2 separate regions of the Mus musculus genome follow, and region 2 is linked to region 1. The links are chromatin contacts, called in public Hi-C maps. All regions are on one chromosome and are shown on one strand. Each heading gives the region's core, a stretch centred on a gene start, on an enhancer-like site or on the middle of the called end of the contact. The rest is flanking DNA. Distances are from core to core; before and after follow the strand shown. Region 1 has its middle 360 kb from the start of Zfat. Region 2 overlaps Zfat (zinc finger and AT hook domain containing).

Evidence for each region. A called contact is a pair of places that touch in the nucleus more often than the background predicts.
Region 2: a contact with region 1 is called in a Hi-C map of 3T3-L1-derived adipocytes, with 4 times the contacts expected there. The contact joins two enhancer-like sites. A contact is called at or near these places in 5 of 484 Hi-C or Micro-C datasets (3T3-L1-derived adipocytes, the N1E-115 cell line, cerebellar granule neurons and 2 more) and 1 of 115 datasets of contacts at active chromatin or transcription factors (bone marrow-derived dendritic cells).

Annotation. Positions count from the first base shown.
Region 1 is chr15:67,899,308-67,903,233 of GRCm38.p6, reverse strand. No RefSeq gene overlaps it. Among named protein-coding and RNA genes, the nearest start is that of Zfat, 360 kb to the left of the region's middle. Within about 2 kb of position 1,728, at least 32 of the 459 cell types and tissues checked have an H3K27ac peak or open chromatin away from gene starts, as enhancers often do. A contact at or near this core is called in 3T3-L1-derived adipocytes and uterus, where this site is marked.
Region 2 is chr15:68,202,322-68,206,247 of GRCm38.p6, reverse strand. The region is part of intron 3 of Zfat (zinc finger and AT hook domain containing); the gene reads left to right. Among named protein-coding and RNA genes, the nearest start is that of Zfat, 55 kb to the left of the region's middle. Within about 2 kb of position 2,232, at least 27 of the 459 cell types and tissues checked have an H3K27ac peak or open chromatin away from gene starts, as enhancers often do. A contact at or near this core is called in 3T3-L1-derived adipocytes and uterus, where this site is marked.

The DNA.
Region 1 (3,926 bases), core at 479-2,978:
TTCAGCTGTGTCTAGAGCCTTTGTGGGTGGAGGAACTTGCCCAAGAGGAACTGTCTTGCCAAGAGGAACTGTAGATGTGCCACAGGCTGTTAAAAGGTCAAAAGCTTCTGTGGGCCTGTCACTTGGGTTTTCTCATTCTCCTGTGAGTCTGGAAGACACTCAAGGCAGCACCAGACTTCAGATTGCCTTCTAGAGGAGTCTAGAACCCATCGTAGACTTCTGCAAATCCTTGTTCCAGGGCTCCATTCATAGAGTCAGATGGATGGAATGGCAATCTCCGCTCCCTTTGATGCAAAGGTGTCTGAAAAAGGAATTCTGTGAGGGGGAAGAATACCTGCTACACGATGCCATGTGTCTGTGTCTCTGCATTCAGGTCTTTGAGTGTTTTTGAAACATAGGATCAGTTGCCAGTCTTCCTAAGTTGAAATTCTGACTTTGTTACTTAGTCTTCGCATTGAAATGGGGTATTTAATCAACCCTCAATTTTCTCATTGGTAAAATCGGGATGACACAGGGTCGGTGAATATGAAATGCTTGCAAATGCTTTGTAGGCATCAGCCAGTTACCAGGTATGAGAGCCAAGCTTTGCTCTCTACCTGCAAAAGTGCAGAGACCTGTGTTTGGATTTGTCAGTCTAAGAGCCCATTGTCCTTAAAGTCCAGAGATGTGGTTTAGAATCACCTTTTCTGTGGGTGACCTTTGTGACTTGGGATGTATTACTTAATCTCTTTAAGACTTGCAGTGTCCTTAAAAGATCATAGCCACACACACTAGAACTATCTCTCAGTTGAAAGGATTGATTGTGACAGTACCAGAGACGTGCTCAGAATGCAGCCTAGCTTAATGTGATTATGTGTGTGTGTGTGTGTGTGTGTGTGTGATTATGTCTGGTAATGCATGCTTTAAATGGCTTATTCATTCATTCACGCACTCAAGAAACATCTTTTGATCATTTGTTTTATATTTTGTTTTATCCATTGACTTTTGAGTCAGGGATAAATAAAAATTTATTTTCTCAAGTAATTCTAATCATGACCACTTAAATTCCACCACAGCCCTCTACAAGAGGGATTTATTTCTTAGTTTTTCAATATGGAAATCTAAGGCTAAGAATGGTGAAGTCTTTTAATTATAGTAGTCAGGGTCAAACTTTGGAAAACTGGAAATAGAGCCAGGATTTCAACCAAAGACTTCCGAGTGTGCCTTTTTTGATTGAAGTCAGCTTGTCTAAACCCATCAGTGTGAATGACAGTTACAAAGCTGGCTAGTGTCTGTCATCCTTGTTTTGAATTTTTGCTGAGATTCTTGCTGTAACAGTAAGAGCATGTTCTTCTTCACACACATGAGGATGCTGAGGACACAGGATGTTATAAGCACCATAGTTTACAGACCTAGAAAGAGGCAGAGCCAGGAGACAATGCAGGAATCTGTCCTGTGCTCCATGGGGCTGCCTCTATGCTGAATATCTTATCCAATGGTCACTTCTGCAATGTCACTACTCTCTCCTGACCTAGGCCCAGATCTGCTTGTTGATTCCCTGACAGTGAATTTCTTCCACAGCTAGCCTTTGAGGTTGGGAAGAAGAGTGACAGACAGGAGTTTTCTCCTCTCTCTGTATGTTCACTTTGGCCAAGCTGACTCGTGATATTCATACAGGGTGGGGAACCAGAAAGAGCTGACTCCACCAGCAGCTGCACATGGTCCCAATCAGCACCAGGGGGCCCTGGGGGGTCTTCTTTCCTTTGCCAATCTACAAACAGATTGACATGAACTTGGCTGGCATGTCCTCTCCAAGTCCGGTGGGACAAGAGATGGGGCGTCATTCTCCCAACTTCTTTTCCAGATGGTTGAATCCAAGACAGAAAATGAAATGAGCCTGAAAATATGCTGCTTGGAAGAGCCCCAGGGTTCTGGAACATCATGATGGCTGGGCAAGAACGGTTCTCTCCCACGGAGTCAGGCTCGGTGGGACAGCCAGTGAGAAGAATAGATCATGCAATGAGAATGAAATTGCTTCTGGACGCAGGGCTTCAGCTCTGTGGTTTCAACTCCCATCAGCCAGCAGCACTGCGGCTTTACTCAAGCAGCACACTGTGCCATCCACTAAGCGAGTGCAAGAAGAGTCGGCAGAGGCAAAGTCTTCCTGATGAGTCCACAGCTGCATTTGGCAAGAGCACATTAGCTTGTGGAATCGGGCCGAAGAAGAGCCTCAAAATAATAAAAGGCAAGAATTTTGTTTTGTTCTTTTCTACAAAGTGAGTATATTCTACTTATATCACAGGTGAGAATGGTTTGAAGGTTAGCCATACTGAGGACCTACTGTGTGCTTACACAGGCCTATTCAGGATCTCTTCATTCTTTTAGAAAAGATGTTGTCATCAAGTGAATACACACTCAGTTACAGAAACATCGATGTTAGGTTACCCTGACCTAAAACAGCCAATCCTTGGCTGGGGTTTAAAGAATCAGAGGCAGAGTTCTGATGATGTGGCCTTGGATTCAGCTCTCTCCATAGTCAGACTCTTTCTTAAGATATTTCAATGTCTTTATTCAATCAGTATGAAGGGTGAGTGAGCTGAAAGCAGGCTTGATGCAAAGGACAGAGCCAACTTCAGACAGTATACTTTCTCCAGCACCAAAGATCTTCCTGCTGCTTCTGAATCGCTCTCCTGACCCCTGGGGCCAGTGCTGCCATGCTCAAAGAAAACGAAACACTCAATCTTCCTAAGATTTGCATGGGCTGGAATTTCCAGGAAACACTATTTCTTCCTAGGAGCAGCTCTAAAGCTGTGGGGAATATGAGAGGACATATTAAGACCTCAGCCCTCTTCTGCCTAGGGTTGGGATGATTCTGAGGTTGGATTTTAACTGTACTCCTCAGTTTATTCTTGGGACTAAGCTCTAGTGGCTCACTTTAGCAACTGTCTTAAAAACAACTCTTTCTGGTCCCTGATCCCGTCCTGGATCATGGTCCTTATTCCCTATCAATGTACCTTGTATTGACAATAGGCAGTTTGTTCTTCAATTCATTATGTAAAGCAACACTCACCAAACTGTCATGCATGGAACGGATCCAGTCTGCTGCTTGATTTAAATAAATAAGGTGTGGTTGCTTCAGTTACTTTTCTAGTGGCTAGAAAGAAGCAACTTAAGAAAGAAAGGATTTTGATCTCATGTTCAGATCCCACAGCACACCAGAGAGGGCATGGTGTAACCGAGGGACGACCATGCGTCATCTGCAGCAGCTGCAAAGTGAGAAAGCACCTCTTTCACATCTTGGCTGATTGGGAAGCAGAAAGCATGGGATCTGGATCTAAAGCAGGGCCTGGCCATAACCCTTTAAGGCTAACCCCTGGGGTTCCGTTTCTGCTGGCCAGACCCCACACTCAAAAAGGAGCAGCACCAGCTGGAAACAGGACCAGATGTCTAAACACGGGAGCCTGCAAGCAGGGATGATGTCATATGGTGACCATGGCCATGCATGGAGGGGATACTGATGAAATCACTACAATCACTAGTTTACAATGATGATGAATGGTTAAAAAGCCTTGAGAAGAGAGAATTTGTATAAAGGAAACTGACTTTGGAGGGAGAGCTGAAACCTCTAGTCATTGCTGAAGGAGGATCCTAAGAGTATACTCACTGCCTCACATACTTCCTGTTTATTTTTGATGAAGTAATAATAATTATTCCCCAAAGCTCTGTTAAGATGTTGCGGTCCTTGTACCTCCATGGGCTTTTCTTAATCTTTAAGCTCCAGGCTCCCACTCCTGTTATGTTCCTTCCCTTTCCCAGCCTTTATAGGACACAAAGCTCTGGCTCCTTTCATTTATCAGTCTGGGAGCTTCTGGAAGACTGAGCCCAGGCCTCACTCTCTCTGCTAGCTCCTCTAAGTTGAGAGGCATACTATTTTCAGCTGGCATCTC
Region 2 (3,926 bases), core at 983-3,482, 300 kb before region 1:
TGGGATTAAAGGCGTGTGCCACCACCACCAGGCTAGTACTGTTTTAATGTAGTATTTAACATGCAGTTTTATCATTAGTCTTTGCATGTTATTTTGACTTCGGTACAGGCCTCATCACATGGTTTGGGGGTGAAGAAGGACCGCTTTACATTTCAGCACATGTGGCTGTTGTCAGAATGACCTGCCACCTCAGGTCTCCCTGCTCCCTTCCAGCTGAGACTGTGTCCACCTTGCCTTTGTCCTCTTGGCCTCCACTGAGTCAGTAGTTATCCTGCTGTTCTCATGCAAAGCAGGCTTTAAAACTTTCAATCTGTGGCCACTCATGAGGAATGGATTCTCTATGTACATGGCTAGGTTATTGGCTATTTGTGTTCGTAGATGGCTGGGGTAGTCCTCATTCATATGATTAACTCACTCTGCATCTGGACTGTCCTATGTACTTAAATTATTTCCCACAGTTTATCATTTACTCTCTAATGTCTTTTGCATTTCTTTTCTACTCTTTTTTATACTAGCGTAGACAACTGTCATCATGTCCTCCAATGATGAAAATATACTTCTGTATATTTTTGTTTCTGGTGTGCTTTCATTCAGTCTACATATTTTAAAGTTATAATTTGGAAATTGTATTTCTCCATAACTTGAGAAGTAAGGACACACACACACACACACACAAAACCAATACATTAATGTAAAGAAATTCTTAATAAATATTATTTAGTTAATGAATTATTTAAAAATATAAGGTCTACAGAGAAGATAGGGTCTTGCAATTCAAAGTCTAAAAACCCCTTAAAATTAAACATTGTGCTTTGGAGTTGCAAAGACAGTGCAAAACGGCCCCATGTCCCCACCCCTCACACAGAGCCAAGGAGTATCAAGATTCCCAGTGTGCCCTGTGGTTCAGTCACTTGTTGCCTGTATAGATTTGTCAGCCATATTGCCAGCAGGTGGCAGAGTTGCCCTGTTCCCTCAAAGCTCACCTGTTGCTGCTCTTTTACCCACATTGGTCTCCCAACACTTGCCCACTGATCTAGTCTCCAAATCTGTGATTTTGTCATTCTGAGAATGCTGTGTAAACTGAACAACACAGTATGTGTTTCTGTAAGATTGGTTAAAAAAGAACTGGGCATTTAAGCTCCTTTTCTAATTTAGTCCCTGAGGAATTTAAGTCTAGCCAAGGTGTTTATCCAGTGTCCCCGTTGGGGGGAGGTAAGGAGCAAGATCTGCTCTTTCAGGCTGTGTCCTGAGCTACCACATTCCTGCCTTAGAAATCCCTGTTATCTCTGCCTTAGGGGGACAGAGCACACTCTTTCCCCAGGCCTCTGGCAGGGAGGGTTTCCTGTACCTTAGTAAGAAATCAAAGTTCCTCTGCAAGCTTCGTACTGTTGGCAGTACATTCTGTGATAATTAGGCAGTGACTGTAGCAAGGCAGGCAGGCACCGTCCTCCTCACAGGATTATCAGTATACATAGTAATAAGCCCCGTGGAAAACATCCTCATCCGTCACTGATCCCCGTGGCCTAAAAGGTCTTCAATTTCACAGATACCTAACGGGAAGGTAGAGCCTCGTTGTTTTCCCCACCTCTGGTCTGGGTGGACGCCTCTCAAGTCTGTAGAAGTGCCCTTATGCCCAGCTGCCTCGGGCTGAGCTCAACATACTGCACGGTGCTCCCTAGGCTACCAAGCACAACATTACAATCGGAAAATAGTCACATAATTCTTCCAGCACATGCACTGTAAAGAGCACTTCAGTGACATTTCAGAAATTGACCTTGACTCCAGAGCTTGTTAAAACAATTAGATGAAAGCAAAATAAGTGTTTTCTCTCTCTCCTCTGAACCCTGGCAAGTTAAAATAACATTTAGAATATGTATCCAACATTTATTTATTTTATTCTGCATTTCAATAGTAAGAGGAACTGGGAAAAGAGTTTTTTCCCCTGTTGTGATGAGGAACAGCTGGTGTTTTTGAAAAACATTTTTCAGCCTGCAGAAATCAATATGTGAAGCTTGTGAAAGTGGCTTCTGAGCCCCCAAAGTTTCCTATTACTGGGGTCATTCCCTGAAAAGAGAACTGTGAAACTCCCCACTGCTCTTGTTAAACATTCCTATGGAAGAACACACAGTAGTTTCCAGGTCTTCTTGAAGACACACTGTGTTCTCCTGGAGTTTTCGACTGTACTTCCTTCAGCTCTGTGCCTTATGACACAGTTGCTTGTGACAGTTGCTGGACACTTGATGAGGATAGTTCTGAGTTGCATTTGAGAGTCTGCAGGTGGCCTTCTGACCAGCACACATTTCTCCTTGGGAAAGTGAGTGATGGCTCTGTTTCTTTTTGCTGCCTTTTCGTTGCTTTTTTTTTCCCCCTCCTAACAACTCAGGGAACATTAGGAAAAGATAGCAGACTAGGACACCCCAAGACTGTCCTCAGCACAAAGGAGATCTGTTTGCCCAGAGGAACAAAGGACAGAGAATAAGAGACAAAGGCAGGAGATGGAAGAAGAGGGAGAAGGGGACAAGACCAGGGGAGAGAAGGAAGGAGTATTTGTCTTAGAGGACAAAGGACTGCCTCTGGATAGAGGATACTGATGTGGCCCATAGGCAAACGGCAGTTTATAAACGTAAAAGGGAGCCCCTGAGTTAGGATGAGGTGTTTAATTTTAACTGGGCATGCTAATTAGGTGAGCCAAAGGGGCTTTTGATTACTTCAGTACTCTGAGAGCTGGACCTTGGTAGTTAGCCTCAGGAGGAAGAAGGGGCCAAAGAAGGGAACAGGCTTTGGGAATCCAATCTAATAGTTTTTAGCAAGGCAAAGAGAATGAGGGAGAAGGGCAAAGCCTGCCAGAGCCCTGTTTGTCATGCTTGGACTGCCTAGAGTTCCTCCGGGAAGAGACACCAGTAGGCATCCGACTGAGCTCAGCCTTGGGCACCATGTAGTAAGGATGTGTGTTGTATGTCAGACTTTTTCCTATACAGACACAACACACACACACCAACTCACCCTAGATAGGGAGACCAAAGTTTGGATACCAACAAAGTCCAACTTGGTGAACCAGTAAGTTTTATTCCGGTTACTTATAGGAGCAGAAATGACTCAAAGCCAGAGCTGCACCACCAAAGCCCACCTCATAAAAGTAGAAAACCTGGAGCACACTGTACAGCCTGCAGGCCGCTCAGCGGGTTGGAGAGTCCTTTCCAGGTGGCTCAGGTGGTCTAGACCTCTTCCAGGCAGCTGGCTGGTTTCTGCTGCAGCATGTGGGCTTGACTAAGACTCTTCTGGGTGAACCCTTGTCTTGGCTTGTCTGAGAGTGACTCTCAGCAGGCTGGAAGGGTGGGTGTGGGCTCTTGAATCTGGATAATTGTAGGGACTTCCTGAAGCAGTTTGAGATGTTTCTTTCTGTCTTAGGGAGCTTCTCTGATGGATGAAATATTTTGATCCGAGAGCTCGCTGCTACATAGTGCTGTGGCCCTGCATGGTTCTTTCCCCTGGGATTCAGTTGCTGCAGCCCTCCTGCCTTCCCGCTCTACCTGCCTAGTCTTCTCTAATGCCCTTCTCTTCTGCTCATCACAGAACTGTGCCAGATTCTGCCCATAGGCATAGGGCATGGCTCAGGCCACTCCACCTGAGTGGAGCTCTGCTGACCTGTCCTTTAGCAACTTCTGGATTTTTGACCTATGACTGCCCCTGGACCCCTGGTCTTTTGTCATGTCCATGTAGAGGTTATGTTGGCTTTACACCAGTCACTGTCTGATTCTGCTTCTGGACCTAAGAACCTGTCCAGAGTGTGCAGAGCATAGAGTGCTCTGTGCTTCTTGCTCAAGTGTCTCCCATGTCCAACCATCCCCACCACTGATGTGCCTGGCCTGTCTTACCATGGTCTGGGACTGGACTATTTGTCACAGTCCACTTCCTCTTTGCATTTC